2 separate regions of the Sander lucioperca genome follow, and region 1 is linked to region 2. Evidence: chromatin contacts called from public Hi-C data. All regions are on one chromosome and are shown on one strand. Each heading gives the region's core, a stretch centred on a gene start, on an enhancer-like site or on the middle of the called end of the contact. The rest is flanking DNA. Distances are from core to core; before and after follow the strand shown. Region 1 holds the start of ccnb1 (G2/mitotic-specific cyclin-B1). Region 2 holds the start of LOC116034786 (atrial natriuretic peptide receptor 2).

Region 1 (4,814 bases), core at 1,707-4,206, 140 kb before region 2:
GCTAAAGTCTTCGGCTGCTTTGTGACAAACACTGGGCCACAGCAGTCACTTCTAACGTTACAAATCCACTGAGTCATGCTAGCAAGCTAATGGCTGCTGCTAATGTCTTTATATCAAAAACTATGCTACATGGCACCTGGCAGAGTGAACATTATCACATCGGAATCGAGTAAAAAACATTTCCAGTTAAAAGACGGGCAACCAAATCGCAGTTTCTTTCTATAGGGTTTAGTTTAATTGCTCGTATGCTAACGTGGTTAGCCACAACAACCGTGTGAGCAGATTCTCGTGATCTTGCTAATGTTAGCATGCTAGATGTTAGCTAAATCTGAAAACTGTTAGCACGGTTGTTGCCTTTGCTTTGTAGGTTCTTTGTTTATGTTCCCACCACAGACATCTTTACAATAACTTACAACAATGTCCCTTTACGAGTATTACCATAGAAAATACGTGCGTATGTCTAAACTGTTAAGCAGGGAAATCAAATAATCGTCAAACCTTGATGTCACGTTAGCCAACAAGATACAGCACAGATAACTTTATATATGTGGTGCTGCCGACCAAGCTAAATACAGGTCGTCTTTATTTTTAGTTCGTGGACAGGTCGGTGTCGTAAAATACAAACAAGAAACCTCGATGATAATGCTGTTATTATGTTAATGGTTAACGTTAGAAGCTAACGTTAGTTGCTATAAAATGCTAAACGCTGTATCTCATTTACAACCTCGCAGTTTGAGAAAAGTTTTCAGCGACACGTGTTAACCAAACGTATTAAATCCTCGCTAGCCTACTCAACTTTCGTTAACGTCAAGGCTTTCGTTAATCACTTAACGTTACAGCTTAAAATGTGACTTTAATATTGTTTATGTAAGTGTGTCACTGTTCACTTCAGAAACTTCCCTAAACAACCCCGTATGCTAGCTGGCCATGGTTTCACCAGTTAACTTACCTTTAGTCTGAGAAACGTCGGTTTTTCTTGAAACTTTTTTGGATTGACAGAATAACGTTAACTCAGTTGATCTTGGAGCTAACTAACTAGGGCCGTCTAGGTGAGTCGTTGTTTGTGTTTCCAGTCTTTTACAAATATAACTCCACTCCGACGAGGAGCACTGGTGGCTACTTTCGCAGACGACTTGACGTCCTCTGTCGCTGATTTGTGGTGGCATCTATTTTGTTTTACGTGCTGCGTTTGCGTCCTCTCTTTTCCGGTGGACGTCACGGAAACTGTGATCCTCTGATTGGAAGTTAGGGGCCACAAAAGATTTTCAGGCAGTAAACAAGACCGTAAACCTGCTTCTTCTCTTCCACCAAATAAACCAACCCTAGCTTCGACCTCGATGTTACTTAGTTAGAAATCAATGTTCATGTAATCAGGAAGGGTCTTGTCTACACAGTCTGTAGATCCAAGAAAACACGTTTGTGTTGCCTTCATATGCTCCTCGTAAGCTCCAGCTTTCCCCATAGACTTTTGTACGTTCACTTTTGAACTGATTCTTAGTCCACTATTCCAGCACTGTACTTTGTTCTGTCACCTGTGTCTTGTCAACTGTATCCTTCCATGGACTGGTTAGTGAAATGAACAGTCCTAGGAGTATGGGACCATGATACATGGATGGATTACTGAACAAGCCTAGGCACAGGGCAGGTTCAGGGGCCCAAGAGGTTAGGGCTGCAATGTAAATTTTCATAGTCAATTAATCTGATGATTATTTTCTTTATTAATCGATTATTGTCTGTTCTATAAAATGTCAGAAAATTGTGAAAAATGTCGATCAGTGTATCCCAAAACCAAAAATGATGTCCTCAAATTGTCCACAACTCAGATATTCAGTTTACTGTAGTAGTAGAGGAGTGAAGAAACTAGAAAATATTCACATTTAAGAAGCTAGAGTCAGACAATTCTTATTTTTTTCATAAAAAAAAAAAAAACTCAAACCGATTAATCGATAATATTAGTTGGCAGTTAATCTAATAATTAACAACTAATTGATTAATCAATGAATCTTTGTAGCTTTACAAGGGGTCAGGGGGCCCAAAAGCAAAAGCTTCTGTGAGTATTTCAAAAGCAGGGATGTCCTGATCATAATTTTTTTTTTTGGTTTGATTTTTAATTCCGGATCCTTTAATACTGACTGGCCTGTCTGTTGATACTAAGTCTGGTGTGCTAATAATTTGTAGGACATGACAATTACAATTTTTCTTTTTCTTTAACGTAAATAAAATAATAATGAAGTATTTCGCATGGACTAATGCCACATAGCAAAAAAATAGCATTTATAGAAATACACAAAACTCAAAGAAAATACATAAAACTATCAAAGCACAGGCATTGATTTGATAAAGAGGCCATAGTTTTAGCATTTTGAGTTATGTGGGTAAGGGGTTCCACATTGAGCCCCTGAACACAAATATATAGCTGCAAAGTGCATAATGTAAAGATATATTTTGCAGCAGAATAGCTCTGTTTTGGGAACATTTTGGGTGCCTTGGTAGGATACATTTCAGTCAGAAACACATAGGAAAATAGAAATGCACAGGGCATTGATGTCTAAAGTGTTTGTGCCATAGCCTGTATAAGTGCCTATTGAACACAGCCTATGGTTTTCGTTTGGTGTTCGAGGGGAGGGGTAATTAATCGAAAAAGTAAAGCCTTGGTCCGACCACAGTCTATGGTTCCGAGTAATAACTGTTGAAGCCAACAATTGTGTAAACTAGCTTTTCATCTAACTGCGTCCACTTTCTTTTTTTTCTTTTTTTTATATATAGTAAGTCAGCACAGTTCTTTGTTTTGTTTTGAGCATGTAAACGTGTATCGTTAATTTGTTCGTGTGTGGAAAGAGCAATTTAAAAAGTACGTCAAATCAAGAAAGTATGAAAAATAATAAGCAAGACGTAACAGGAAAAGGAAGGAAACAAAAAAAAATCTAAATCACGTGACCACTTGTTGTCCGGGGGACGCATTTGAAACAGATGCGCTCAACCAATCAGATGCTCGGAGAATTCCGGACCCAGCGAATCAGCTTGTAGCGAGCGAGGATTTAAACCAGGACGCCGAACCCTAAAAACTACTCTGCATCATTCTCCATTACGATTGTCCGTGGTTAGTGTTGAAGCAACGCATATTTCGAAATGGCTCTACGAGTAACCAGAGTACGTACTTTATTGTCTTTTATGTCTGCTTTTGTTGCCTATGACTGGAAATGCGTCTTTATTTAATGTTTGTAATTTAAAATCACTATGATGTTAAATGCCCTCGTGCGTTGCTGTGGGGGCTGCTCGTGCAACCGTTCCATAATAGGAGTTCCACTAACGTTAAAAACTGAGCAACCCATTATTGTTAATAACATGCAGTGTAATTTAACGCTGAATGTGTTTTAATTTTCTTTACTGCAGAACCGCTTGGCTTCCACCAGGACTGACCTCGCTGGTAAGGCCTGCTCGGTCGCTGGTCCCACCAAGCCTCGAGCGGCGCTGGGCGAAATCGGAAATCTCGCAGTTAACAAAGAAGTCACGTTACAGAAAAAGGTAAGAATGTGACATAATTATGAAATCTCGTGAGCGTAATTTACCTCCTGATGGAAAATGAAGTAACGTTATATAATATCTAAAGGTCAATTCATAGTACTACAATGCAAACGCACTGTTAGCCATGCAAAAAAAAGCTAACTAATGCTTTGTGGGCTTAACTTCATACACTTGAGTTGGGACATTGTATCTTTTTTGGGATTTTCGTGTCTGCATGTAAGTAAAACCTTAACGTTGAAGTTGTATACAAAATGAGTAACAGCTGTGCCCATATAAGGCCTAACGCTAAATGTAGTAACGTTAGAGCAAAAGGATGTTAACCATTTGGAAATGCACCAGTCCAGTGCGAGTAACGTTGCCTTAAATGCAAGCACTTATATTTGATTAAGTAGCTACTGTAGGGGTGCATTTATATTTTTTTGGAAAAATGCTCTTTAAATTTCAAAGTGCCCCAGATCATTGTAGTTTTTTTTGGGGGGGGGGGCTCATTCAAAGACCGGATGATTAGAAGTATCCACATTTTAGTGGAATCCCGAGGTTTACTGTTGAGAAATTTTGAACTCCATTTCAGAATGTCAAGACGGAGCCTACTAAAAAGATTGAGCCCACTAAAAAGACCACCAAAGTCATCAAAGCAGTTGTACCACAAGAAAAGGTTGTTCCTGTTAAACCTGAGCCCGAGGTGAGTTGTATGCAACAGCTATCTGGCCATCCAGATAAATGTCTGCTGGGTGTGGTGCATTGGTTTGAACTCAAATGTTGGGTGTTCCAGGTTCTCCCTGAACCAGCATCCCCCACTCCAATGGAGACTTCTGGCTGTGCTCCTGCTGACCTCTGTCAGGCTTTTTCTGATGTCATTCTCGACACCGCTGTCAGGGATGTGGATGCTGATGACTATGACAACCCCATGCTCTGCAGTGACTACGTGAAGGACATCTACAAGTACCTCAGACAGCTTGAGGCATGTGAAACAATTCTAAATGCTAAATCTATCTGGTATCCCTCTGCCCCACATGCACTTTTGGGTTTAACCAGTTTCTGGTCTCCTCAGGTTGAGCAGAACGTCAGGCCTGCTTATCTGCAGGGTCGGGAGGTGACTGGTAACATGCGGGCCATTCTCATTGACTGGCTTGTGCAAGTAAGCCTAAAGTTCCGTCTCCTGCAGGAGACGATGTACATGACTGTGGGAGTCATTGACCGCTTTCTTCAGGTGAGTGACTGTATCAGTTACCTCTTCTGCATGAAACAGTTATTTTATAGCTTAAAAAAAACATCCTGGCCTTCTACTG
Region 2 (5,239 bases), core at 489-2,988:
CATGCATGTTTAGGCTGAGAGGGCACCCATTAGATCACAGCCTCTGTGTGTGTGTCTCTCTCTCTCTTTCTCTCTCGCTTTAAAGAGCGCAGGTGGTGGTCCTATGCAGGCAATAAACCAGCAGACTGCCTACAGCCTAAACATTCCTCTGTAACAACTCCGGAATAAACAGGCTTTCCCCTGCACCTATTCCAGTCCACCTCTGTTTGTATCTGCTGGGAGAAACTGCACTGTGACCTCTCTGAATAGGAGCGGAATCTCCCATTGCAGCCTTTCTTAAAACACCTCAAATCTATGCTCTAAATTAAACATTGTTTTCCTCGCTCGGAGCTCAATGCACAGGTCGACTCAGGTCATTTAAAATCTTTCTTTTTCCTCATAGAAGAGATATACAGTATATCTGCCTGCAGAGGAATTTTCTTTTCCATCCGCTGACATCTTTACAGTAACCAGCTGGCGATCTGCTCTCTTTCGAGATATTTACAACCGGGGGAAAACTATAAGATGAGTTGTTTGTTTCATCTGGGTTTTTGGAGGTGATATCTAGGCATGTTTTGTAGTTTGAACACCACATGTGTTTGTAAAATGGCAGGCAATGCGTTTATTCCCCGGATTTAAAAACTTGAAATCACAATGTAAATCACACTTTTCCCCCTCCCTTTCAGCATTAACTTACTTCTCCCGCGCTCCTTCATGAAACTAATCAGATCCTTGTAGTACTTGTAGTCGTCCTCGTAGGGCTGGGCCTCCACCGTGATGTTCATCGAGTCCTTCAGGTTCAGATAGATGCCCTCCGACAGAAAGTAGTGCGGCCGGTCGTCCTGCCGCAGGTCGTGGTAGATCACCATGGCCCGGGACGTCCAGTTGAAGTGCGTGTGCAGCACGTTGACGAAGTCCCCCAGCTTGGTGGTGGTGGGCCCGCTGCGCACGATGGTCCGGTACTCATCCCGCTTGTCGAAGCCGTACGCGGGTCCTCCGGCGGTGATCAGCGGGAGTTTCCAGTGGGACGCGAAACGCCCCACGGATGCGAGCGGGTACACGCACCCGGGTCCGAAGAAAGCGTCCGGGCGTAGGTAAAGCTTGGCGTCCACGGCCACGACCTGCGCCCGGCTCTCCGCGCACGAGCCAGCGATCGGGTCCTCGGTGCTGTAGTTGAGGATGTTGATGTAGCGGCCGAGCAGCAGCCCGTGTTTGCTGTGGAGGTCCTCGTGCGCCATGAGGATGGCCGGGAGGACGCGCGGCAGAGCCCATGGGTACTTTTGGTGGTTGTCCGGGAGCATCACCGCCACGGTGATGTTACCTGTGCAGCCGGGGAGCAGGCAGCAGGACAGCGCGGCGAGCAGAAAGTATCCCAGCGCGCCTCTGCATCCCATGTCGCGTCCCAGCCGCTCGGAAGTCCCAGAGAGGAAAGTAGGGCCACGGAGAGCGCACCGTTTGGAGAGGAGACACGGCCAGCTGTGGCACCGTGACACCATACCATAAGTATCCGTCTCCCCCACCCGCGGTCTTCTTCTCTCTTTCTCAGACGTCAAACAAAGTCGGTAAAGGTATCATCCCGTTATGCCAGCCCGGCGGTGCCATGCGTCTCCGCTGCGTAAATCCACGATAAATGAAGTCCGTGTACTTCCCAAAGCTACTTCTCCAGCGCAGCGTGCTTTTCACACTGATGGTCTCTCATCCAGATGACTGCAACTTAAACCAGAGCAGATTTGTGCTCGGCACCCACACGTCACACACTGCAAGAAAAGTCCACATCCATTAATCAGCTGGCCATTGGGTTTACAATGAGGATTCCTCAGGTAAATATGTTACCTAATGTCTTTAAAGTGAATTGAGATGATTGGTGTATATCTATGTTTATGTTATTATCAAATGAGAGAGCTGGTGTATCACTCCTTGCATAATAAGGCAGATCCTGACTGACATATCTGTTTCTAAAAACAAACTCGCCCATGAAATCTCCTTTGGAAATAAGAGGAGCACGTGTGGACATGGAGCCAAGTTGTTCATGAAAAAAGTGAGTTTAAATCAAACCGCGACAGACTAAATTACACGTTAAAATATTCAATCGGCCTATTATTACTTTTTTTTTTTTTTTTTTTTTTTTTACAGTGTATGAACACAGCTCTTGAAACGGGCTTGAGTCGCCCCCTGTCTTTCATTTCACAGAGTACAGTATGAGCCTGTCCATTACTGCTGAGCAATTGTGGATTATTTTAGGGGCCCACGCACCTGCGCACCTTTTAAGATTTAATGTGTTTTTAGCAAGTGTGACCAGGTTGGATATGATACAGATTGTAGGTGTATCAGCTGCTATGTTATAATTTGGTGTCTGTCTGTTGATGGCGACGTAGGGGAGACCGGGATAGTTTTTTTGGCATTTCTGTCTGTATCTTGGAGCTCTTTAAAGCCAGCGCGTTCAAAATGGAATACAAACTAACATGTGTCTGCTGTTAAATAGTGTAGCTGATATCTCAGCAACCCAAACAGAAAATGCATGGTTTACTCTCAAACACAAGGAATGAACTGTTACAATTCACCCCATAGTCCAGGTTAGTTGTACCATGCCCTGTGGTGAAATGTAACATCATGAAATTAGGATAATAACAAAAACTTTATATTGAAACTTGTATTCAACATTTAAATTACTTTTAACATATTTGTGTGTGTATGGGTTTAGAGGCATCCCTCGGTCAGTCACTTTTCCAAGACCGAAATTTAAAGAAAAAAACAACCAACCCAAGTCTTAGTTGAACTAACCCAGACTACTGTCGCCATAAACTAGCTTAATTTACAGCTAACGGCTAAAACATTAGCATTTATATTCAACATTTAAATTACTTTTAATATAATATTTGTGTGTGTATGGGTTTAGAGGCACCCCTCGGTCAGTCTCTTTTCCAAGATTTTAAGAAAATTTAAAGAAAAAAAGTCTTAGCTAGTTGAACTAACCCAGACTATTGTCGCCATGATCTAGCTTAATTTACAGCTAACAGCTAAAACATTAGCACAAACAACCTGCATGAAAGATATCTACATAGACACCCAATAAACATGAATTAGGTTTGTTGAGTTTAACAACAAAGCCGGCAATGCCATCACAAAAATAAACGAGGTAAAAAAAATAAAAATAATACTTTACCTAAAAATAGTTTTTTTCTTTCTAAAATGTGCAGTGTCGGTCACAGAGTGCTGCTTCTTCACACGTGTATTAAGCATGGATGGATGTATTAATTAAGAGAACGGTATTAAGGACTAAACCGAGCAACTTGTTCCTGATTGGAGAAATTAGACGTGTTACAACTGACCCGTGTTACAACCATAGACTGTAAAAAAGATATTAACAGTCTATGGTTACAACTATCCCCGGTCTCCCCTTCATTATTTATTCATTTGACTGAATCACATAACAGCAAATCAATCAAAGTGGCTGAACTGCTCTCCCTGCTGGCCATGCCTTGGATTATGGCTAAGGGGGAAAGTTAGGTAAAAAAAAAAAAAGAAAAAAGATTGAGCTTGTATCCATGATTGTGCTAATGTTATCTCATGTATTGTCTATATTAAATTTGATGTTTTTAACCATACCAAGTCTTCCACCCAAAAAGGGGTTTTGCTTATTCTTAGTTTACTTGAATGTTTGATCTTCACTGTGCATATTTTAACTCTAGACATCTGTTTTCAAATCCATCAGTTAAAGATGTGAAGTGTCTCTCTGTGATTACAATTGGTTTAGAAGCCAATAGTGATCCATATGTAATTCTTTTTTTTTTAGGTATACCTAAAAAGAATACACACAATATTGTGTAAAAAATATATCAGACACAAGTTGATAATCATAGCTGGGGTAGACATTTATGAACAAGTTCACAGTTGATCTCAGCACATTTTATTTATTATTTCCTAAAAGCAGGGCTTTAAGTTTGAGTGAATGTGCCGAGCCTCCACTGAACCAAGCACAGGTGATCCTCACCAACTGGCAGCACGTCGGTCTTCCAGCCAGTATTCTCTTTCAATGGCCACCCCTCCAGCTGCCAGTTACTGTTCCCCTCACTCACTCAAAAGAGTGAGAAAAGATGAGTTAGTTAAAGACGACAGTCTACAGTATAGTTAACGAGAGTGAAAGTGTGAATGGAATTTATGCCTCTGATGTTAAGACAATTGTAAGATGTATTTATTTGATTAGGACAATGCACATTAATCAACATTTCTGTAAATGCGCCAGTGTAAATGCGCCGGCAGGAAACCGGAGCACCCCCACAAAAACGGGGAGAACATGCAAACTCCACACTAAGTAGTGGTGGGTTTAAAACTTTCCTGGGAGGAAAGTTTTAAACATCAACGACTTCATTTCCTGCATTTTGACACACTTTTACGCACCAATTTACAGTCGAAATACCTTTATTAAATCTATGCGAAGATGAAAAACACAGATGATATTTCAAAATTATAATGGAAAGTATGTTGTTGCGTGTCATTGGGCATTTTTAACTGGGTATATGGAAATCTTGGAGCCTTCTTAGTGGGTATACTGCATACCTGCGTATCAGTAGACTACACCACTGGGCAGACCTGATCCCCGGTCCGGGCAGGGCCTTTCACTACTTACTTTACAAGTTAAGATTTTTGCATGCAAAACACATTTAGCTCATAAAACACAATGTTTTATTACAAATTAAACTACCCAACAATATCACAGCCTACAAGTGCAGCTGAAATGATTAGACCATTAAAAAAACACAACAGTTTGGATTGTTTCCAGTTTGTAAAATGGGAAGATTTTTCTGCATTGACTACTTTTACTTTTAATACTTTTAAGTACATTTTCCTGATGATACTTACATACTTTTACTTAAGTAACGTTTTCCAATGCTGGACTTTTACTTGTAACAGAGTATTTTTACAGTGTGGTATTAGTACTTTTACTTGCTCATATTATGCTCATTTTCAGGTTCATAATTGTATTTAGAGGTTGTACCAGAATAGGTTTATGTGGTTTCATTTTCAAAAAACACCATATATTTGTTGTACTGCACATTGCTGCAGCTCCTCTTTTCATCCTGTGTGTTGAGCTCTCTGTTTTAGCTACAGAGTGAGGCATCTCACTTCTGTTCCATCTTTGTTGGGAGTCACACATGCCAACCTAACCTAGGTAAGGACTACTACCAAGGGGGTAAGCGTCTGTCAACAACCTGTAGCTCCTATGGCGCCATTTTGATGCTAACAAGCACTCACCTCCCGT

The links. A called contact is a pair of places that touch in the nucleus more often than the background predicts.
Region 1: a Hi-C map of liver shows a contact between it and region 2, with 6 times the contacts expected there. The contact joins the promoter of ccnb1 here to the promoter of LOC116034786 in region 2. A contact is called at or near these places in 2 of 2 Hi-C or Micro-C datasets (liver and muscle).

The regions. Positions count from the first base shown.
Region 1 is chr14:26,300,925-26,305,738 of SLUC_FBN_1.2, reverse strand. It overlaps ccnb1 (G2/mitotic-specific cyclin-B1), which reads left to right and starts at 2,956. Exons shown (of 9, transcript XM_031277530.2): 1 at 2,956-3,150; 2 at 3,394-3,525; 3 at 4,097-4,207; 4 at 4,298-4,486; 5 at 4,577-4,735. The coding sequence starts at 3,130. LOC116034790 (AN1-type zinc finger protein 5-like) reads right to left here and starts at 1,242. Exons shown (of 6, transcript XM_031277532.2): 1 at 950-1,242.
Region 2 is chr14:26,159,693-26,164,931 of SLUC_FBN_1.2, reverse strand. LOC116034786 (atrial natriuretic peptide receptor 2) reads right to left here and starts at 1,738. Exons shown (of 22, transcript XM_031277528.2): 1 at 677-1,738. The coding sequence starts at 1,475.